Regions from separate parts of the Mus musculus genome. Here regions 1, 2 and 4 are each linked to region 3. Evidence: chromatin contacts called from public HiChIP or PLAC-seq data. All regions are on one chromosome and are shown on one strand. The core of a region is the stretch at or near the end of the contact, and the rest is flanking DNA. Distances in the headings are between cores, read along the strand shown. Region 1 overlaps Sipa1l3 (signal-induced proliferation-associated 1 like 3). Region 2 overlaps Sipa1l3 (signal-induced proliferation-associated 1 like 3). Region 3 holds the start of Dpf1 (D4, zinc and double PHD fingers family 1). Region 4 overlaps Sipa1l3 (signal-induced proliferation-associated 1 like 3).

Region 1 (5,382 bases), core at 1,825-4,324, 190 kb after region 3:
AACCTGTTCAGGGCCTTATTTATGCTGGCCTCTAAAAGTCGGTGGAAGAGGGCAGACTATTTGGGCAGTACTACCCGAACCACCCACTACTGAGTTGATAGAGTAGACATATTTATCTCAACCTAGGCCAAAATAAATGTCAGATGGTAGGTGTGGAAAAAAAGACGCCACCCAGCGGGATGGTGACTCGGTGGACAGAACCTGCCTGGCAAACGGAAGGCTTTAGGTTCAACCCCCAGCACCACACACACACAAAAGGATACTTTCAATTAAAATCAAATACAGATTAAAAACAAGGACTCTAACTGCAAAAAGACACACATCCACTCACGTAAATAAATGCAATTTTTTTTAACCCAGTAGAAGGATAGATAATTAAAGGAATGCTCTTGATTAATAAACATATAAAGTACACTTGTGGAAAGCAAGGGAAAGCTCAAAGCTGGTTTTGGTTCCAGCAGCAATGACTGAAGGACTATTCAGAGAAAGTGTGGGTGCAGACCTATGAAAATCTGGGCTCCCTTAGACTAATCAGACTCCATATTGATAGAACCTCTCCTGAATACAAGCCAGCAATATATATCACTGGGTTTCTGCAGTTAGCCATATACTTTGTTTCAGTAATTGCAACTCTAAGACTTGTCTGAATAAAAACCCAAGAAGCAAACAAAGGCTGTTTGGAATCAGAGATAGTGAGAGAGAAAGGGCAGAACGATCTGTCCACCCAGCAAGGCCCTGATAGGAGAGAACGCCATGCCACAGACCTTGACCACTGCCGTGGGAGGAGCCTCAAGACAGACCATTCAAGAAAGGTAGAGCCACAGAAAAATGAAAGGGCAGGCCCGGAACACAGCCAGCCTGTGAGTGCTCACCACATGCCAGCAGCAGTCTGACTTCTCTGCATATTAGTATAGAAAATCCTCTCTCACCAGGCCACTGAGACCACCTCACTGTGTCAGAGATGTGCCGACAGATACAGGTGTGGTAGTGAAAGCCTGTAAAGCCGGCATTTGGGAGTGGAGACAAGGGGTAGGGAATCTCTTGTAGACAAGACAGGCAGGCCTGGTCTATAGGAGACTTTAAGACAGATGAAGAGAATCAACAGGGAAGCCGGGTTTCATAGCACACACCTTTATTCTAAGCACTTGGGAGGCAGAGGCAGGCAGATCTCTATAAATTCCAGACCAGCAGGGAGGGGGAGGAGGGAGAGAAGGGAGGGCCATAACATCCCCTGGGCAGGAACTAGGTGGCAGGTCAGGCCACAGATGGCAAGATGGAGGGAAGATGCACATTTTACACGTTTCCGTTCCACTGTTGGAACTGTGTGGCTTCTCAAGATTTAAACTCCTTGTTATAAAGCCTAAACTCAAAGTGTGCGGTGACGAGTTTTAATTCGTGCACCTGAGGATGATCAGTGAGCATGGAAGCAAAACCACACTTGTGGGTGGGTGACAGTCTCCTCTGAGACACCAAGTAAACCATGGATCGCTGGCTGCGCACTGGGGAAGGTGGCGAGAAGGATTTGACGGACGTGAGAAAACCTTCAGCCCATCCGTTCAGCAAGTCGAAGGTCAGAGCCTAGCCACACCTCATCAGAGCCACGTGTAGAGTATACCCAGGCCAGCAGTGGTAAAGTCCCTGCTTTCTGCCCTGTAATAAAGACCGTAATAAAAGTCATGTCAGGATCTGGGTTATCAGGGAAGATATCAGGCAATGCCGCTGGTATGCTTCATCCTACTCTGAATCCGTGTAAGACATGGACATTCTCCACAGGCTGTGGTGACACTGTAGACTGAAGGCTGTGGCTGAAGGGAAGGAGAAATGGGTCTCTCCACAGCCAGCAGCTTCTACTTCCAGCCCCAAGTAGTGAACAGTAAAGAGAGCATCACTTCTCTGGGGCTCAATGCCCCTTCTCGGCAAAGGGTGAAATAAAGAGTATATGAAGCCAGGAGGTGGCACATGCCTGTAATCCCAGGGCTAGAGAGGTGCAGGCAGGAGGATGAGGAGTTCAAAGCCATCTTGGCTAGATACCAAGTCTGAAGCCAGCCCTACATGAAGGCTATCCACTATGTGTCTGGCTGTCTGTGTGTGTGTGTGTGTGTGCGTGCGTACACTGATGTGAGAAACCACATCAACCCATGTCAAAGGAGACTGGGAATACCTGGTGGTTGTGGTGCATGCCTTTAATTCAGCACTTAAGGGGCAGAGGCAGGGGGATCTCTGTGAGTTCAAGGTCAGCCTGAGTTCAGGACAGCCAGGGCTACACAGAGAAACCCTGTCTTGGAAAGGTGGGGGATGGGGGGAGGCATGGAGGCTGTGGTTACTGTGTTAAGTGGCATTACTCGCAAACCAGGTCTGAACTCTCTGGATAATGCTCTACCCTTCTCACTACCCTTTCTGTCAATTCCCCGTCAAGTTCACCTCCACAGCACCAAAGCCAGCACTCTGACCCTGCACTGTACCTTCCCCTTCAGCTGGCCCAGGCTGCCTCAAAGCCCCTCCTTGGTGTTTCTTTGGGTAGCCAGAAGACAAAGGAGAGGCGACTCACACACTCCACCAGGCCCTCACCGTGGCCCTTCTGCTGCCTCCTCCAGCTCCAGCCACACCAAAAGCACTCCTGCTTCAGGACCTTGCACCTGCTCTTGTGAGAAAAGCTCTTCAGCTGACTTTTATGAGGGCGGTCCACCTCAGTGGATGTGTCCCAACCCTGGCCAGAGGGAAGCACCCCCCCCAACCCCCAGTGTGTCCCTTGCCATTCTGCTTTAATGACTTCCCAGTGTTACTCATCCCTGCCATTACCTTATTAGTCATTTACTCCTGGTTATCTGTACCCCTCGCCCTGAGCATAAACCTCGGGCTCTGTCCCCAGGTCCTGAAACATTTGTAAAGCTCAAGGAATATTTACGAAATATGTCAACAACCCAATGGATTAATACACGGCCCTTCGCTGCACATCCAACACTCCCCTCCCACTCTCTAGAAGCCAAGAGGCTCTTGGGGATTGGGTAGGACAATGCATAACTGGTCCCAAAGCATCCAAATGATTCTAAGCATGCTATTGCTCTAAAGAATCCATGACCCAGATAACGAGCCCAGGGTCAGAGTTCCCCCTGGCCAGGCCACTTAGCAGGAATGGCCTCTCTCCACCAGAGCAGAGCCCTTCATTGTTCTGTCAGGTTGGAAAGCCTCTTCAGAAGCAGCACAATACTCAGAAGCCTCTTGACCCAAGTAGGAAGAATGAAACCTTGGCTCCTGGGCAGACCCTCACAGACTCCCAAAGTCAGAAAACATATTGGGGGTGGGGGATGGGTACTGTCAACAGCCTAGAGTTTCTTCTTAGTGATGCCGGCTGACTGGCAAAACCAAAGGTCCCACCTGGCCAAAGGTGAGGCTTGGGGTAACCACACCTGCCCAGGGGACAGCTGGGTCGAGTATCTGGGTGTGCAGTATCAAGGTCCTGTAAAGATCGAAGGAACGAACATAAAACCCTCAGGAAGATTGTAATCACGGTTCCAGATTGTGCAGATTAGAAACCAGGCTGCTGGTTCAGTCCTCATTTCTAATGTAAGCAAAGGTTCAAAAGAGCCAGACCCCAGGGGGCAGGGGAGTGGGGATGAATAATACATGTGGTTTCTCCTTCCAGCACAAGTCCAGCGAGATGGAGAGGGCATATTATAATGTCACAATGCTGGCAGACCGCCAATGACAAAACAGACCTAGGCAACAGTCACCCACGGCCACTAACACAGAAGACAATGGACTTCTCCATGGTACCTACTGGATACAGGCACCGCAACACCAGGAGTTGGCCATGCCCTTCCTGCCAAAACAATGCGTGCATGTGCATATGTGAGCATGTGTGCACACGTGTACACCTGCTGTGTATCAAAGCTGAAGTTCACTTGGTCTTCAGGTGTACACGTGTGCACAAATGTAAACCCAGCTACTCATTTACAGCAAACACAGGGAAAGCACGGTCCACTCTAGACTTCCCTGTATACAGAACAAATGACGCAGCTCTCTTCATCAGGTCAGCTGCCAGAAAGCACAGATATGGTGGCATAACCTGTAATCCTAGACTGAGGCAGCAAAGTCTTGAGTTCCAGGCCAGCCTAGGGGTTAAAGCAAGTAAAAGCCAAAGTGCGGGGTTGGGTAGAAGGGTCAGAGGGTCAGGTCACTTGCTGTACAACTATGAGGACCTAAGATCATCAAATCTCTACTATCCACAGAAAAGCCACATAATGTGTGCCTGTAATCCCTGAGAGTTAGCCGGTCTAGCCTAGCCAAAACTTCAGGCTTCTAATTAAAAGAGAGACCCTGTCTTAAGGAAATAAAAGAGAAAAATAAAGATACTAGGTGCCCTGCCCTCGCACATATGCGCAAACCTACACACACACACACAGACACACACACACAGCCCAAGATAGGAGAAAGAGAGGATGCTCTTCCCTATAAAAGATTAAGAGAAATTTAACAGGGTTGGGAACCAGTCCAGGGGAACTGGTGGTGGAACAAACAGGTTCTACAAAGACAGTGAGGGACCTAAGTGTTAACACTGCCCAACCCAGATGATGTAAAAACTTATTCTGAATTATCTTAATCACAACGACGATAGTCCTGTCTTTAAAGAAGCCTTATCTTATAGGGACAAACACTGGCTATGTTTACAGCAATAGAGGATTCTGAATATACAGGTTACAGGGTGACAATGCTGGAAGCTTTAAAGCTTTAAACTTAGGGTGACTTGGGATCACTTTCCCACCTGTGTGCACCGCCCCCCCCCCGCCTCCTTCTCAGTGCCCAGCCCAAGGCTCACCTCACCCTGGTGAGCCCTAAGAGCTCGGGTGTTCTGCCCCTCACCTCTCCACACACAGGGTCACCATTCTCCCTCCCACGCCCCAGGCACCATCTCCCCTCAGGCCCTCTGTGCTGCCTCTATCTTACACCCCAGTGTTCTTCTTCCCCTAGCTATCCAGTGCTCCGGTGTCATCCCAGAGAGGCTTTCCCCAAGCATGGCACTGGAGCCCGCCCAGTCCAAGCCTTTTTCTTGCCTGCCACGCTTTCCGATGGCTCCCTTTACAACAGGTCTATATACAACCAGGGACAGGAAGTTTGTTTCACACAGTGCCATCTCCCCAGCCCCCACATCAACTAGCTCCTCTCTCAGGTGCTTGGTCAGTATTTGTGGAATAAAGTTAAGAATAAAAAAGGGCAACATATAAAGCTCCCATCCTGATATCTGCAAACCCTTCATTTTCAGTAGGGTGTGGTGGCATATACCTATAAACCCAGCCTCAGGAGGAGGAGCAGGAGTTCCAGTCCTGTCCGGCCTACATGAGATCTTCTTTGAGGGACAACAAGCTCCATGCTTAGGACAGACTA
Region 2 (5,474 bases), core at 1,429-3,928, 170 kb after region 3:
GGTGATGAGAGAGGACCAGGGTCACAAGAGCATAAGACTGAAATCCTCCAGACACCAGATCGCATCCAGTGGCAACAGCTTGCTGGAGAAATGCTTACAGGTTCTCCAGGACAGTCCTGGCCCTCCCTTGCTCACCTACAATGAAGGCCATGTGTACTTGGACACAGAGAAAAGCAGGACACAGAAGGAAACAGAGCAGAACGCCATACATACCTAGGTGCTCTCAGAAACAAGGCCATGCCCCTTCTCTGACCATAAGCCTTGCTGCCTGCACATGCTGCTCATGCAAGAGTGTTCTTCCTCCAGCAAATAAAAGCCTACCCATCCTTCAGTACCAGCTGGAAGCCACAGGGAGATCTAAGATGGATGCACTTTTGAGTGTAAAGACCAAGCGCCAATGGGATGTTGAATTGGCTGGCTTTTGTAATAGAAAGGAGGACATACCAAAACAGATCTGCCTATCTGCTCCTATTTACACAGCAAAAGGGGTGGAGAGGCCAGGCAGGCAGGGAAAGGGGGAGCAGAGCAGAGCCCTCTTGCTGGGGCGTCTGTACACACTCATTCATAGAACTGATTTTGATCAGCCTAATCTATCTTTTCTCTGGAGTATCACAAAAATAAAAACAAGGCAGGGGTGGCCGGGAGCAGGTCAGAGAAGGCTGTGAGTGCAGATCTGAATAAACAGAGACAATGTCAGCCTCCCCCACTAGCCCATGGATTCCTGTGGGCAGGCTGGAACCTGTGCTGGCTGCCGGCCAGCGGCCTGCCCAGCAGCTGGTGCCCCAGCAGTGCTCAGAGTGTGGAAGCGAAGATACCAACAGATCCACCTGCGGCCACACCCCTGGGTTGCCCACAGCTTGCAGCTGGGCTCCACCTGAGGGCAGAAGGCAGGGAGGAGAAAGGCGCGCAGCAGACTAGAGAAATGCTGAGAGCTAGTCTTCTCTGAGGGGCACAGGCTGAAGGAAAGTAGGGAGGGCCAGAGAGAAAATACTGAAAGCTTGGGGGACATACTGACTCTTGCAATGACTCTTAAAGTAGCCAGACACTACATAACCAGATAACATGGCTGGGTCCTATAAACTTTATGACATTGAAACCATAATCTGACGTGTCATGAGACCTGATTTTTCTTTCTACTAATAAAAACAAAACAAAACAAAACCCACATAGAGCCTATTCTTAGTTACCAGGTCATAGGATAACAGGCAGTGGGCCAAATCCAGCCCATGGCTCTACTCTATAGTCTGTGGTATACCTACCATGTTTATATATGTGCTCGCATCCACAAGGAGCAGCTCACAGGCTGGACCTAGGGGTGTGAGCCCATTCATTACCTGAGCTAATCAGAAGGCTGGGGCAGGAGGATCTCAGGCCCAAAGCCTACAGGGCAACTCAGCTCCTGTATCAAAATGAAAGCAAAAAGGTGCTGTGCAAAGTCTATTATATATGGAAAAGAGACCAACTCTGCATTTTAAAATTCTGAACCATTTAAAATAGTGGTTTTAATTTCTTTTTGTTGTTGTTGCTAGGCACTGAAGCCAGGGCCTCACAGATCCTAAGTACCTTCTCTTCCACTAAGCATAACCCAGGGCAAAATAAAACTGTTATAAAGAAAATACTAAAGAGAAGAAGAGCCCAGGCTTTGGTACAGGAGACCAGAGACATGTTCCTAGTGCGACTCTGCACTTACTGCGCACTGAGCAAGCTTCACAACTCCCCAAGGCTCTGTGCATTAGGCCTCCTAGGGCTGCTGGGAAACTCTCTGGGTTCATGGTTCTGTACAGTAGCAGGTATCAGGAAGCGGGGTTACAATGTTCTTTGTTACCAAGGAAACTCTACTAAGTGTTACCAAGGCTATGAGCCCCCACCCTCACCAGCTGCTTGTGACTGAGGAAGCCGTTGCATCAGCATCTGCATTGCCCAGAGGTGCACCTCATAGTCGCATCTCTACATCCCAGTCAACAGAGTGTAGTTCTCCAACATGGGGTCCCTTAACTGTCACAATGGACGGACTATAGGACCCTGCATCTGAGAGATTATGCAGTCCTATTTATTAAATGCCCATGGGGCACCAGGATATGACCTCACTTTAAACTGGGTTTCTTGCCACCACCATCTGGCATAAAACTGTTTCTTTTTAGGTGCCTGCTCTTGCTGTATATTCCCACTAGTATTCCCATTCCCTGAGTGTTTGTCCCTTTACTGATGACCTCCTCAGGACCAAGAACTCCTCTTAGCTCCTGGCCTCTTCTAGCCCCTCACTTCCCAGCTGTTTCTCCACAACTGGGGCGCAGTGAAGGGGAGGTCTAGTAAACTGTTGTCCCTCCTAAGTACAAGCCATAGCCAGGGTGAAAAACTACCACATGTTGAGTCAAAGTACTGAACATGTAGGACACTTGTCCCAGCTCCTGTTCACAACTGTCCATTTTGTTTAGAGAAACTGCTGTTCCCCCTCTCCCCATAGCTCAGAGGTGAAGTGGTGTCTCAGTCAGTATTAACTGTCAGCTTGACACAGGCTAGAGTTACCTGGAAAAAAGGCTCAGTCAGGTAACTGTTGGTTTGTGGGTATGCCAATGGGAGCCTGCCTTGATTATTAATGCAGATGGGCCCAGGCCAATATGGGTTGCACCAGCCCTAGGCAGATGGGCCTGGGTCATAAACGTCAGCTGAGCATACGTCTGAGTCAGCCAGAGTGAGCCAAGACCAGTGTTCCTCTACGGTTTCTGCTTCAAGCTCTTGTCTCGAGTTCCTGCCCTGACTTACCTCAATAACGAACTGTGATCAAGAAGTATACACCATAGAAGCCTTCCCCTTCCCCAAGTCGATATTGGTCACAAGTGTTTTATCACAGCAACAAGAAGTCGAGAACAGGTTGGGGACTGCCAATCACAGGGTTCACAGACACATTTATTTAAACTGGACCAATCATTTCTTGCTCAAGAATTATAATTTTGGGCTGGAGAGATGAGAGTAAGGCTGCTCTTCCAAAGGTCCTGAGTTCAAAGCCCAGCAACCACATGGTGGCTCGCAACCACTCATAATGAGATCTGACACCTTCTTCTGGTGTGTCTGAAGACAGCTACAGTGTACTTATGGCCAGAGCAAGCAGGGACTGAGTGAGCGGGGCCAACCGGAGTGACCGGAGTTGATCAGAGCGGGCAGAGGTCCCAAAAATTCAATCCCCAACAACCCCATGAAGGCTCACAACCATCTATACAGCTATAGTGTATTCATAAAATAAAATTAAAATAAATCTTTTAAAAAAAGAATTACAATTTCAAGTTGTCAAAATACCCCACAAACAAACAAACAAAACAATGGTAATCACATAAGCAGCAAAATTAAAAATAATGGCAGCTAATACATCTTTAGCCTCATGTTCTGTACTTGGTACTGTTCTAAACTCAACTAAAAAGCCAACTTAGGGCATCCTCATGGCACCCTCCTGTTTTCAGCACCACCTCACTGCTCTCAAACCAAGTGCAAAAAAGGGCAGAAAGGGTAGGGGAGGCTGGTGTCCGCAGCCATGAGGCCAGCTGCAGAGTTCCCGCCACTCCCTGGCATAGGAGGGCCTGAACAAGCACTGGACACACTCATCCAGCTCTGCTTCGCCCTCCCTATTGTGGCCCAAGGTTGGTTTCTGTCACTTGCAACCTACAAACCTTGCTTGACAGATGACCATGGTCATGTACTTGGCCTCACACTGTGTAGACCAGCTGACTGACACTGTGGAACTGAAGTTTCTACAGACATTTCGAGAGTCTATGGTCATCTTACTACACTAGGGAAAGAAATCTCGCAGGACAAGGACAGAGCAGGAGGGAGAGCCAGGGTAAAGTCTGAGGATAGCCCTCCCTGTCAGGCTCCTGCTGGCACTTAGGGTGAACAATCTTTTGTTGCTGGACTCATCGCATGCATTATAGGTTATTTAGCACCCTTGGCCACCCAGGTCCTAAACTCTGACTGTCACCTTGGCTCACTGCAAAATCAAAACCACCTTCTCTGACCATCACGCATGAATCCTCCCACAATCCCAGGGTCTCCGTCCCTTGACCTTCCCCAAGCCCCCGTGTTTGACAGTACTGTCATCAACTCACTTTAGATTCTGACCCTAGCTGTTTTTATATGCCACAGATGTCAGTGAATCCTTGGAGCCTTGTCCCACCCAGGAGCTTCATCACATCCACTGATGCAATGGGTACCACACCTCAAGCAACAGAGGAGGAGACCGAGTACGGACCGCAGCTGAAAGGTAGGAGGAGCCCCTCTGTACAGCCGTGTCCCGGGGACACTGAAGTGGGCCTTATTACACAGCGTCTGGGCCTTCCCAAGAGTCCCGGGGGTACCCTGCTCTATCTCTGCTACCATTCAGCCCTAAGCCTCAGAGCAAACGTGTCTCAGGCTGTCATGTCCTCCCCCACCACTGGGGTCTACACACCACCAGTCCTCCACACGCTGTGTCTTCCTGGCTCTCTCAGTGTTCCCTCCTTCGTGGTATGCCTCATGGCTCTTATGGTGGTTTGAATAGGAATGGCCCCAAAGGCTCACAGATTTGAATGGTTGGTCACCAGGGCGTGGCACTATGAGGAGGTGTGACCTTGTTGGAGAAAAGATGGTACTAGGGAGTGGGTTTTGAGGTTTCAAATGTCCAGAGGCTCACTTGCTCTTCTTGCTGCCTTCCGATCCAGACGTTGAACTCTCAACTACCTTTCCAGCAACATGTCTGCCTGCGTGCCCACAAGGCTCCGGTTAAATGCTTTATTTTATAAGAGGTGCTGTGATCAAAGTATCTCTTTAAAGCAATACAACTTTGACTAAGATGTTTGGGTTTAGGCAAGCTACTTGTTGAACATACGTGTTTCCTGCCTCTTCCTCCAGACTCAGCTTCAGGAGGGCAGTCACTGGCTTAATGATGTCCCCGTGTCTCGAAGGTCAGGTAGGGCACCTGAGATACACTGTGTGTGTGCTGATCAGTGAGCTAACTCCCTTCCGTCCCCTTTCTTTTTTACAGTGCTGGTGACAGAACACAGAGACTCACACACGGCAATCAAACTACAGCCCCAGTCAAAATCCCTTTAAAGTTTCATGTTTAGAACTAGAGCAACAAAATACTGACTCCTAAAACCTGAAACCGCGTGAAAGGCTGACCTAGAATCCGGGGGCATCAACAAGAGCCCCTGGCTCTGTGAGCCCTGGAGGGCAGAGACACACTAGAGGTGCTGGAGGAGCAGCAGGGAGGCCAGGCCAGGCATGAATTCAAAACTGCAAAAGCCATCATTAAAAACAAAGACCACAGAGCTGGTGAGGTGGCTCATCAGGGAAAGGTGTGCGCCGCCAAGACTGATAACCTGGGCTTGACACTCAGGACCCACGTGGTGGAAGGAGAGAACTGACTCCTGCAGGTTTTCTCCTGCTCTCGATAGGTGTGCCGTGGGGCACATATGGCCGCTCACACAAAACAAACAAAAACTATC
Region 3 (5,335 bases), core at 1,072-3,571:
TCGTGGTGGCCCACGCCTTTAATCTCAGATGCAGGAGAATGTCTGCTGGTCTGGTCTACACAGGAACTCCAGGCCAGGGCTAGAGCCAAATCCCCCTGGGAAGAAGAGTCCATTGGCGCTGGCTGCAGTTCTCTCTGCCTGGATTCACACTTGGCTTGAAGCCCGCTCTGGGCCTCAGTGTTACTGTGTGTGGGTTGGGCAGCAGAGCAGTTTGCATTTCCTGAAGGGGTCCGCAGCAAGGCTCGAGGAGACTGTTGAATTAGTCGTTATGGACAGCTCAAGCTGGCCTCAGACACTAAGTCAAGGAGGCTGGCCTGGAGTTTCTGACCTCCCCTTGGCACCTGTGAGGTGCTGGGATTACAAGTGTGTGCCAGCACGCTCTGCTCCATCTTTTAGTCTTGTGGGTTTTTGTTTGTTTTGTTCTGTTTTCAAGACAGAGTCTTAAAAACTCTCTAGGCACAGGCTGTGGTCGAATGCTAGGGTGACATACCCGAGCCATAGGACCTCACTAAAAATCCTGTCTCTGTCAAGCACTCTCTCTGCACAGAGCCCGACTCAAAGTATTGATGTAAATAGCGAGTAATTAGCATTATCACACAGGGCACTGGGCTCCTGGGCAGGAGCGTTGCTTGGGCAACTGAGGACTGGGAGGGCCAAGTTCTGAGGAGAGCATTCTAGGAAGGGTCTGTGACAGTGATGGGAAAGGAAAGAGAGCCGGGGCCTTTCCTGGTAGTAGCCTGGGCTTCAGAGGTGACAGGATCTGAGTGTAAGGGCTGAGGTAGAGCTGCGAAATCAAGTTGGTGTGCTGGGAATCTGGAGGGTGGCAGAGGATTGTGACAAGGACCCTCTGAGCTCAATACTGGGTCTGGAGACTGGACGTATCATGGCATGGTCTGGAGATGATACTATGTGAGGGGTACCCACACCCCTTATTTATTCCTGGGCAGGACGTAAATCAGACACCCTGCAGTGCCGGGGGACGCCTGAGATGGGTGGGTGGGTGGGTGGATGGGGACATTTGTGGAAGGGAGCTATAGCAGTCTAGAGGTGTATTGTGTGTGTGAAGTGCGGGAAACCTTGAGACTTATGATGGGTGGACCGCCCCCTGCTGGACAAGAATTTTTTTTGTATTAACACTTGATATGCTAATTTATGCTGCCACTCTAATCAGAATGCTAAGTTATTCCCCAGAGGTGGGGCTGAGTGTGAGTCGTGTGTGTGTGTGTGTGTGTGTGTGTGTGTGTGTGTGATATTCAGTAGGTCAGCTCATTCTCTGGGGATCTCTTAGGGTAGAGTGTGGGAGAGAAAAGGAGGCAAGGAGGATCCTGTAGGGACGTGTGCAGGCACACGAATTCTATATCCAGACAGCAGCCAGGGGCTGAGAACAGGTAAGGTTTCCTCCCAGGATCTCAAAGCCCTTCTCTAGAAAATGAGGATAGTCCGGTTTAACCTGGAGAGAGCTGTGTTAAGCACATAGTGAGTGTTAAGTATTCACTCAACAAATATTTGTTGAACACCTGCTAAGGCAGGCTATTTATTCTTCCTAATAACAGTGCAACCACTTTATGCCTTGGTACATATCAGATCCTCTTTGTAGATATCTTCTCGGTGGAATAAATGAATTTATAGGTATCTGCCAGGTACTAATTCCAGCACTTGCCTGGTATGGCGTCACACACTAATTTCAGCACTTGGAGAGACAGGAAAAATGGCCAGTTTGGGCTGAACAGCAAGATGCTGTCCCTAAAACAGTCACTTACCCTGTTGCTATTGTAATCTTCAGTCCGTTGAGACAGGCCCAGAACGCTTAGCTTAAGTCATGCGCACCAAGTCCCACAAGCGAGGATTTGAGGCCAGGAAGAAGGAAGGCAGTTCTGTAGTCCTTCGTAGGAGTGGACTGGGGTGGCCGCGAGAGTCATCTCTCAGTCACGATGGGTTCTCTACAGCTTGGAGTGCTAGGTGGCGTTTGGCGTGCTGGTGACACAGCTGGGTGGGCACCTGCGAGGTCCCCGCGCGCCTGTGGCCGGTTGTGCGTGAAGGTGGGGTGAATGGAAGTCTGCGAGTGTAGTGTGACTATGTGTAAGCTGCCATGTGCGCGTGTGTGCGTGCATGCGTCTGTGCACGTGGGGCTGGAAGTGCGTGTGAGTGAGCGTGTGTGAACGACTGCGAGATCCTCCATCCCTCCCCCACCCCACCCCCTGGGTCGGAGGACCCGCTAGGGACTACCACTCCCGGCATGGCCTGGGCGGCCCGCCCTGCCATCCTGATTGGCTGAGATCCTCGTGCTCCCGCCCCCTGGGAATGAATGGATGGGCGGCCTCAGCGCCCGCCCGACCGCTGGGAGGACCGACCCGGCAGGGACCTGCTGGGGGCAGGACCCGGGGAGCAAGATGGCCACGGTCATCCCCAGCCCCCTGAGGTGGTGCGGGTGGGCGCGAGGCGGGGGAGTCGGCGCGGGCGGGTCTGTGCGGCCGCGCGCGCGCGTGTGTATGTGTGTGGCCGCTGGGGGTGGGGCTGGTGGGGTGTCAGGGGGCTGTCACCGCGTGCGGGGGTGCGAGTGTATGTGACTGAGGGTGTTTAGCAAGAATGATGTCCGACGCGTTGCTCCAGGACTGGGAGAGGGCGTGGGGGAGGGGTCTCCAAGGATTTTTAGGGGAAAGGGGTCATGTCCCCTCCCAGGGATGCCAGGGTTTGAGAGAGGGTACATGGTCTAGGGAAGCTGGGGCCTGGGTACACTCGAATCCACGCTACCTTTGTCTTGGGGTGTGGAGTGTGTTGAGCGACTTATACATTGCTTTTTGCTTTGTAGCTGAATGTGTGGGTATGTATAGGGTTTCTTTTATTCTGCACTACCTATCTGAGTATTTGGGTCTCGAAGTGTGTGCACATGTCTGGCGAATCTGCACCATTTATGTTCTGTGTCTTTGGATATGGACGTGTGAGGATAGGTCTAAATTTTTGTGTGAACATGAGCAGACCTGACTGCCCCTCTGTTTCCAAGGCGTGTACCTGTGTATTTGGGGATGCATTTTAAATTTGGGGTTTCTGTGTATGTGTACCCTTGAAAATCTCAGTGATGTCTTTGTATTGTGTGTTTGGCTGGAGTGTCTTTGGATGGATATGTAAGCGCATATGTAAATGTTTATAGGGTCCCTATCTTTTGACATTGTGTGACTGTTGGGATGAGTGTTGTGTGGTGTGTTTCCATGTTGTGGGTCTTTGTGGATAAGCTGTCTCTGGAACCATCTGGGTCTCTGGATACATGACATTCATAGGTAGTTCTATGGCTTTTTTTGATTTGGATTATTTGTGTTCTGCAAGAGATGTGTGTCTGTGTGACAGAGAGAATTTGTTTGCTACTCCTTTGTGAAGATTGGGATACGTTTCTCTTTGTGTGTGAATCCCGTGTGGCCATGTGCGATTTGTTTGTATTGGGTGTTTGGCTACGTTCATGTGTGGATGGGTCCCGGTATGTTTTGGTTTGTTTTTATATTGTCTGTGAACACTTCTTAACCCGAGACATAATCAAGTTTTAGGTAGCTGCTTCCCTGCCAGCACCCTGCCCCGCCCCCGGATCCAGAGGGGTGGGAGAAGATGGGGGAGGTGAAGGTGGACCTGGCCGGCTTGCCCTTTGCGGAGCAGTGGGAACGGGCAGCCGCGGGAGGGTGCTGGGCCTCCCTGCACTAGCCCTTGCTGACAGCCGCCCGCCCGCTGCTCGCCCGCCCCCACAGCCTTGGCGAGGACTTCTACCGGGAGGCCATCGAGCACTGTCGCAGCTACAACGCGCGCCTGTGTGCCGAGCGCAGCCTGCGCCTGCCTTTCCTCGACTCGCAGACCGGAGTGGCCCAGAACAACTGCTACATCTGGATGGAGAAGACCCACCGCGGGCCTGGTACTCGCCGCGAGGCTGGGGTGGGGCGGGGCCTGAGTCCGGGGACCTCACTTTCACAGCCTCTCTCCTCCAGGTTTGGCCCCGGGACAGATCTACACTTACCCCGCCCGCTGTTGGAGGAAGAAACGGAGACTCAACATCCTGGAGGACCCCAGGCTCCGGCCCTGCGAGTACAAGATCGGTGGGTGGAGCTGTGTCCCCTGCGCCTGCTGTGGCCCCAATCAAGGCCTTCAGCCCTCCCTGCTCCCCGGCTGAACTTCGTCTTTATTATCCTGAGTGTCCCTCCAGCAGACTATCTGTCCCCGGATGTCTTGAGTTACTTTCTTTGAGTGACTGAGTTGCCAGCTGTACCTGCTATGTGGGTCATGGCAAGCAGGTGTTTGGAGGACATGGTGTCATCTATGTCTAGATGTATCAAGGCTGATTGCATGTGCTTCCCAGGGAGCTGGGATACACCTGTGTCTGACTGTGTTTCTTTCTGTGGGTGCTGAGGGCTGTCTCACTGTGTATTTGTAAGAGTTAGCAACAGTTCTCCAGCTGTGGGTTGAGACCATGCACAACATATTTACATTTATGATGTATAACTATAAAAAAATTACAGTTATGAAGTAGCAACGAAATAATTTTCTGGCTGGGGGGGTCAACACAACATGAGGAACTATATTAAATTTAGGGTCACACTTTTAGGAAGGTTGAGAGCCACTCAGGGCGTCTACTTGTGACTTGTTTGTTGCTGAGTGCTTTAGGGTGCCTGTTTCTTTCTAGGTGTTTCCAAGAGAGAAAATGTGTGGGAAAATGTGTGTGTGTGTGGGGGGGGGGTAGGTCCGTGTCTGTCTATCTCTTTTGGGTGCATATCTGATTCCATCAGGGCATCCTGTTGGGGTACCATCTGTGACAGCCTTTCTGTGTTAGGTGTTTCTTCTGGAGTTTTCCAATGTGTTCAGGATAGGCAGACATTGGTTTCATCTCTTCCTCTGTCCAAATGTGTGTGTGTGTGAAGGTCTCCTTGTATCAAGGGTGCTGGAGAGCTGGCCGGCTGTGTTTTTCCCTGTATGTCAGACTGGGTTTCTCTGTGTAAGCATGTGGACACATTTGAGTGCTTCTCCTCGGGGTTGTCTGTGAGTGTCCAGGTGTACCATAGGGCGTACCTTTGTCTTCCTAATTAATGAAGGTCTAGATTTCTCTGTGGCTCTGGCTATTTCTTTCTGAGTATCTCTGTATCCAAGGGCTTAATCCTATCTCTTCTGTGTGTCCAGCTGTGTTCAAAGGTCAGCTGTGTTCCCTGTGTGGCCGGACATCTCTCTGCATGTCCTGCCTATGTGTCTGTGTGTATCCTATTCAAATGTCTATCTAACTTTCTTTGGGTATATCTGAGGGTCTAGTTGCCTTTCTACTATGCATGCAGGTATTTATGAGGGTCCATAGTGTTCCTAAGGGTTGCCA
Region 4 (5,593 bases), core at 575-3,074, 150 kb after region 3:
TGGCCCAGGAAGAGAAAGTAAACGTCACGCATAGGACAGCAGAGGGTCAGGATGCAGAGGGCAGGTGCAGAGTCCTACAGGACTGGGCTAGGATGGGTGGTGGGCAGAGGTCACAGCAAACTAGGCTTGGTGGGCCACAGTGCAGCGATGACCTGCCCACAAGAGGTCACTTCTAGAATCTGAGAAATGAATGGGTCACTCTCAGCCTGCAGCAGAGCATCTGTGAATCAAAGCTGTAGGGTGACTGCAGTCAAGAAGTGTGACCCAGCATCTGTCCTTCAGAGTACTGCTCACATGATCCCGGGTCACGGGGCCTATAAAGAGGACAGAGCAGGCAAGCCTACAGGAGACGTCAGGGGCTATGCCCTCGATGGAAAGCACTCACTTTAGCCGAGCCTACTGTACACTACAGCTCACGCCTCGGCCCCAGACAGTCCACGGAGAGACACCTTCAGGTCCTCAGGTTATTCTGGGTACTGTCTGAGAACGACTCTCCGGAAGGAAGGCTGATGCAAGGTGTGTGCAGCTTGTAGATGGCCAGGCCTCCTCTGCAGTACCAGGAAAGGCAGGAAGCAAGTCTTCCTGGGGGACAGTGAGTAACACAGAGATGCGGGGAGGGCTCCGTGAGGAAGAGCATACTCATGTTCTGATCCCAAGGCATTTGGGGATGCCCCCCAGCATCTGGGTTCAGGATGGGCTCTATTATCACAGCCACACCCCCTCTAGCTACCGTGATTGTTTCTAGGAAAGCCATACCAGCAACACGCGCCATCAGACATACCACCAACACGCGCCATCAGACATACCAGCAACACATGTCATCAGAGAGGAGCTCAGAAGCTCTGCATCACAGCGGACAGATAACTAACCTCTTAGGACAGGGACAGGGTCATACAACTCCAGCCTCTTGGGAGGCCAGGGTGGTAGGCAATGCTGAAATAATTGGTTCCTCTGAACCAATGAAGGCATAGAAACAAAGTAGGTCACTGGGAACAGTCCCGCCTTCCTGACTAACCACCACAGACACTGGCTCCGCCTCTGGGTTTCTGGAGTACATCCTCACCTTCACTCATTTGTTCGAGGTCTGGTTGCTACTTTTTACCTGCAACCAAGGAACTGCCTGCCTGGTCCATAGACTTTTCTGAGGCCCAGCTCTGGTTCTCTGAGCCACATCAGCATCTTCTGGTTAAATCCCCTCCTTTTGCCTAAACGGCTGCTGTGGAGAAATCTGGCCAACAACTTAGCTTACCCCCTGCTGCAGCTTCCCCAGCTGTAAAATAGGGAAATTATAAACACTTGATCAAATTGTTAAAAGGATTAAAAATTATTTAAAGATGCCTGAGCACACTTGAGCTCAGTCATGTGTGTGCCACACGACATTTTAGCATAGATCATGGTGGCCCCGTGAGATTGTGCTGCCTGAAGCCTCCACAGCCATCTCGTGTGACGACAGTGGACAATGCTGGTTAGCAGAACAAAATTATTCTACAATGAACAGTTTCAGTCCAAGGGAGCAGGGAGCCACGGACCTCCCTCATCTTGGTGGCAGTTCCTTTGTTTAGGTCAGAGAGCCCTTTCTTCTCTGTGGCCAAGAACAGTGAGCACAGTTTCCGCCAGAAGGGTGACAAATCAGCCTTGGTGGGGGGTCTGAATAAAACGCCGGCCATTGGCTTCCCCAGGAGCAGGGTGGTAGAGGAAGCTCTCATGAGCTCATGTCTCCATCAGACACAAGCTGGACTCTAGTGTTTCCAAGCACAGGCAGAGGCTTGCTGGCACCATCCTGAAAGACAGCATGCTGGGACGGAGAGAAACTGTGACACGGCAGGTTCTACAACTGCCTCTGGCTGGAGGAGGCTCTCCCGCTGGATTCTAGCCACATCCGCCCTCAGGCAGCTACAAGGCAGCAGGAAAAAGGGACCCCGCCACGTCTGTATTTACAGCTGGGAACTGGCACCAGCATGGGAAACTCGCAAATAAACTCAGTCAGGAAGTGAGAGGTGGAGGGTGCTTCCATGGCAACGCCCATCTGGAGATTCCGGACCACAGCTGGAAGCGCTCAGGGGAGAGAGATGGACATAGCACTCCTTCTTCTGGTTTGCACCGGACTTTGATACATATGTTACTCTTCCTAGGGCAGCCTCTGTGAGCCTCTTCTTGTTCTACAGCTCAAAAGGCCCACTCACTGTCTGAACACTTCTGCAGATGGCTGCATGTTTCTGGTCTTTTCCTCCAGACTGTCTGCCTTGCTCATCACTCCTGACCTGGAAGAAGTGTCCAGCTGAAGAGGAACTGTCTTCTTCATGTTTACTGTTATTCATAGCACCAACTTACTCTCCACGGAGAATGAGCACAGCAGGGAACAGAATGCTTGCTACAGTAGTGAAGGTCACCCCCGTGTCACTTGACAAAATGAGATTCTTATCAACAAGCACAGTCGGGGAAAAATGGAAACCCGGACCCCCAGAATGAAGTTGAACCCTTATCCTACACCAGATGCAAAATGTAACTCAGAATGCACGTGAGATCCTGGTGTGAGAGCCGAACCCACAGAAGCCTTAGAAGACACAGGGAAAGGCTTCGTGGCTCTGAACCAGGCAGCAATTTCTCCATTACAATATCCAAAGCACAGACAGCAACAATAACAAAAAAGACCCAACATATCTGAAAGTCGTTTGTGTATTAAAACACTATTCTACTGAATAGTGGGTAGAAAAGCTGCCATGGGATGGGAGAAAGTATCTGCAAGTCACCGATCTGGTGAGAGGTTAGGGCCAGCAAGAGGGCTCAGTGGGTGAAGGGTGCCATGTAAACCTAGCAACCTGAGTTCGATTCCCAGAACTCACCTAAAGGTGGAGGGAAGAAACAAGTCTACAGAATTGTCCTCTGACCAAGATTGAATAAAACTTTACTTGACAGATGTAATTGTCTCAAAGGCTTAGGGCTGAATAAGCTCACCCTTTCTAGTTCTTTCTGAACTCTGGTTCACTGGTTCAACTCAGCTGTTCTGGCTCAAACTGACTGATTCAATCTGGCGTCTCTCCGCTTCTCAATGAACTGTTCTGCTTAGTCTCAAACTAACTTGGCAGTTGTTTTAATTTTCTGGCTCTCTTATTCTCTGGCTTCGACTGCTTCTGCTGACCTGCACTGAACTGCATAGACTCAAAAACTCAGCTCCGCTGCACCGCACTGCACTCAGTGCTGAGACTCCCAACTGACTCTCCCTGCACGGCTCCTAAGTCGCCTCTCTTTCCTGTGCTGCTGTTGTGAGAGTTGGAGTATCCTATCTCTGACTCATTCTGTCAAATCTTTCTCTGCTTCGACCCTCAATTAGACATCCCTTTCAAACATGGCTGCTTCCGTCTACAAACTCACCTTATCTAACCTACATTGTTTAGGATTAAGGGTGTGCACTGAGGGCGGGCATGTCTGTATCCCGGCCAGGGGGATTAAAGGTGTGTCTGTATTCCAGCCAGATCACAGACCTAGGTCTCTGGATATGATCCCTTGCCAGAGCAGCCTTGTTGCGGATTAACATTCCTCTCCACAAAGGACTTGAATAGCCATGCAAACCAAATGGGAGACGCCCTCACAGTCTGTTAAATGGCTGCAACTGTAGGACATGCACTACTTTTTTTAAATGTAGGTGATGCACTTTAATCGTAGCTCTCAGGAGGAACCGTCTCAGGAGGGGCAGATCTAGTGTGAGTTCCAGTCCAGCCTTTTCTACATATCAACAGAGAACTGGGGAGGCTAGCTCTCTGTGTCCTGCTGGCATCCACGCCAGCTGCTGTGAGAAGGGGATGGCAGTGCCCTACAAAATTAACTGGAGAACTAAACTCAATCCAGCAATCCCACTGCTGTGCACATAACCCCACAGAGATTAAAGTGGGGAACTCGATGTGGTGGCACAGGAGGCAGGAGCATCAAGGGCATGTTTGCTACACAGAGAATCTGGGGGCCACCTCAAAAAAATCTAAGTGAAACAAAGGACTGGAGTGGAGAGGAGACTCAGCACTGGCTCATGCTTGTCATTCACTGCAGACAAGGGACAAGCGTCCATCTACAGATTAAAGAGGAAGGAAACTGATACCTGCCACATCATGGATAAACCTGATGACATCACTACATGAAGTACGGCAGGCACAGAGGGACAAACACCACACCACTGCACTCAGTGTGTGCACGGAGAGTGTTCAGTTTCACGCTGACAAGAGGGAAGGACAGCAGTTGCTGGGAACCTGAGGAACTGCTTGCTGTTTACAGGGACCTGGTCCAGTTTGGCAAGGTGGAAGTTACTCTTTAGATGGATGTGCCAGCGACTGGGCAGCAATATGAACGTACTTACTGCAACTAAGCAGCACAGTTAAGATAGTTAAAACAGTTGTTTGGAACAATTACACTCATTTATCAAGTAATACAATGGGATATACTATCTGAAAATTATACTCTTGAATGCTAGGTTACTATATATTTTGTAATATTTAAGGGGAACAGTTTTGTATGAATAAATGCACATATACAAACATACACACATGCTTATACACAAATGTATGTTGTAGAATAATCATAATTAAACTACATCTGAAATGGCATATTGATGTTATTTTATCATAATAAACAATTAAATTACTAAAACGTCACATAGGTATATTACACACACACAGTTCTGGAGCTCCACCATATGGGTGACATCCCATGGCATGAGGGATTTCTGAGTGACAATTTTATATGCCTGCTGAGAGGCAGTGGAGAAACAGACGCTGGGGGACACTGGACAGGAAACTGTGTCATACTCAGTGGGACTGTCACTAACCACCTCACAGCACAGCAGCTTTTTACCTTTGTGTACCTTTGTGTTCCAGTGCACGTGTGTGGGTGTGCGTGCAAATGTAGACCAGGTGACAACCTTGTGCTGTCACCCTCAGTCACTGTCCACCTGACTTTTTGAGACAGGTCTCTTGCTGAACCTGGAGCTAAGTTGGCTGGTGTGGGCAGCCAGTGAGCCCCAGCATGGGGCTCCAGGGGTGTCACTGAGCCATGGACAAAGATGTTGAGAACCTGAGGTTAGACCTTCATGTGTAACAAGAACTTCACCAACCCAGTCATCTTCCCAACCTATTTCTTGCCACTGCAAACTGGGCACAGTGGTTCGTGCCTCTAACTCCAGCACTCACTCAGGAGACTGAGGCATGAGGATCAAGCAGAGAGTTCAGGGCCAGCCTGGCAACAGGGTGAGACCTCAAAACAGACACAAAGTTCCAGTGAGACGCACACCTGCCATCCCAGAACTTAAGAGGCAGGGGCAGGAAGAGCAGAAGTCGGAAGTCACCCTCGGTTATACCACGTTTGAGGTCAGCCTGTGTGAGCAAGCCTGCACAGCTGTGTGAATGCGCATCCTATATGTGTCTCCAGAAGTCCAAGGAGAAAGAAGTGCGCTCATAACCTCCCACTGAAGGCCAGCGCTGTAAAGATGGTAGCTCACTGCCTTCCAGTCTTTCCCCGGAGGAAGCAGAAGTCTTTCACTCAGGCTTTCCCAGGAGATTTTAAATAAAGTGAAAAATAGCATTTGAACACATGATAAAAACATGTTAGG

The links. HiChIP or PLAC-seq counts read pairs in DNA pulled down with a chosen protein or histone mark.
Region 1: a FOXA1 HiChIP or PLAC-seq map of pancreatic cancer cells shows a contact between it and region 3. The contact joins the enhancer-like site here to the promoter of Dpf1 in region 3. A contact is called at or near these places in 2 of 484 Hi-C or Micro-C datasets (embryonic stem cells and uterus), 15 of 115 datasets of contacts at active chromatin or transcription factors (the SCID.adh cell line, T-cell acute lymphoblastic leukemia, bone marrow-derived macrophages and 8 more) and 2 of 9 other capture datasets (embryonic stem cells and pancreatic islet).
Region 2: an HNF4G HiChIP or PLAC-seq map of pancreatic cancer cells shows a contact between it and region 3. The contact joins the enhancer-like site here to the promoter of Dpf1 in region 3. A contact is called at or near these places in 1 of 484 Hi-C or Micro-C datasets (cortical neurons) and 8 of 115 datasets of contacts at active chromatin or transcription factors (the SCID.adh cell line, bone marrow-derived macrophages, embryonic stem cells and 2 more).
Region 4: a contact with region 3 is called in an HNF4G HiChIP or PLAC-seq map of pancreatic cancer cells. The contact joins the enhancer-like site here to the promoter of Dpf1 in region 3. A contact is called at or near these places in 4 of 484 Hi-C or Micro-C datasets (cerebral cortex, cortical neurons, embryonic stem cells and 1 more) and 5 of 115 datasets of contacts at active chromatin or transcription factors (bone marrow-derived macrophages, embryonic stem cells, extraembryonic endoderm stem cells and 1 more).

The regions. Positions count from the first base shown.
Region 1 is chr7:29,493,432-29,498,813 of GRCm38.p6, forward strand. All of the region lies in intron 2 of Sipa1l3 (signal-induced proliferation-associated 1 like 3), which reads right to left. Among named protein-coding and RNA genes, the nearest start is that of Sipa1l3, 9.3 kb to the right of the region's middle. Within about 2 kb of position 3,075, at least 47 of the 459 cell types and tissues checked have an H3K27ac peak or open chromatin away from gene starts, as enhancers often do. A contact at or near this core is called in pancreatic cancer cells, where this site is marked.
Region 2 is chr7:29,470,728-29,476,201 of GRCm38.p6, forward strand. All of the region lies in intron 2 of Sipa1l3 (signal-induced proliferation-associated 1 like 3), which reads right to left. Among named protein-coding and RNA genes, the nearest start is that of Sipa1l3, 32 kb to the right of the region's middle. Within about 2 kb of position 2,679, at least 7 of the 459 cell types and tissues checked have an H3K27ac peak or open chromatin away from gene starts, as enhancers often do. A contact at or near this core is called in pancreatic cancer cells, where this site is marked.
Region 3 is chr7:29,305,680-29,311,014 of GRCm38.p6, forward strand. Dpf1 (D4, zinc and double PHD fingers family 1) reads left to right here and starts at 2,322. Exons shown (of 12, transcript NM_001368371.1): 1 at 2,322-2,419; 2 at 3,732-3,892; 3 at 3,966-4,073. The coding sequence starts at 2,391.
Region 4 is chr7:29,451,612-29,457,204 of GRCm38.p6, forward strand. All of the region lies in intron 2 of Sipa1l3 (signal-induced proliferation-associated 1 like 3), which reads right to left. Among named protein-coding and RNA genes, the nearest start is that of Sipa1l3, 51 kb to the right of the region's middle. Within about 2 kb of position 1,825, at least 146 of the 459 cell types and tissues checked have an H3K27ac peak or open chromatin away from gene starts, as enhancers often do. A contact at or near this core is called in cerebral cortex, pancreatic cancer cells and stem cell-derived neural progenitor cells, where this site is marked.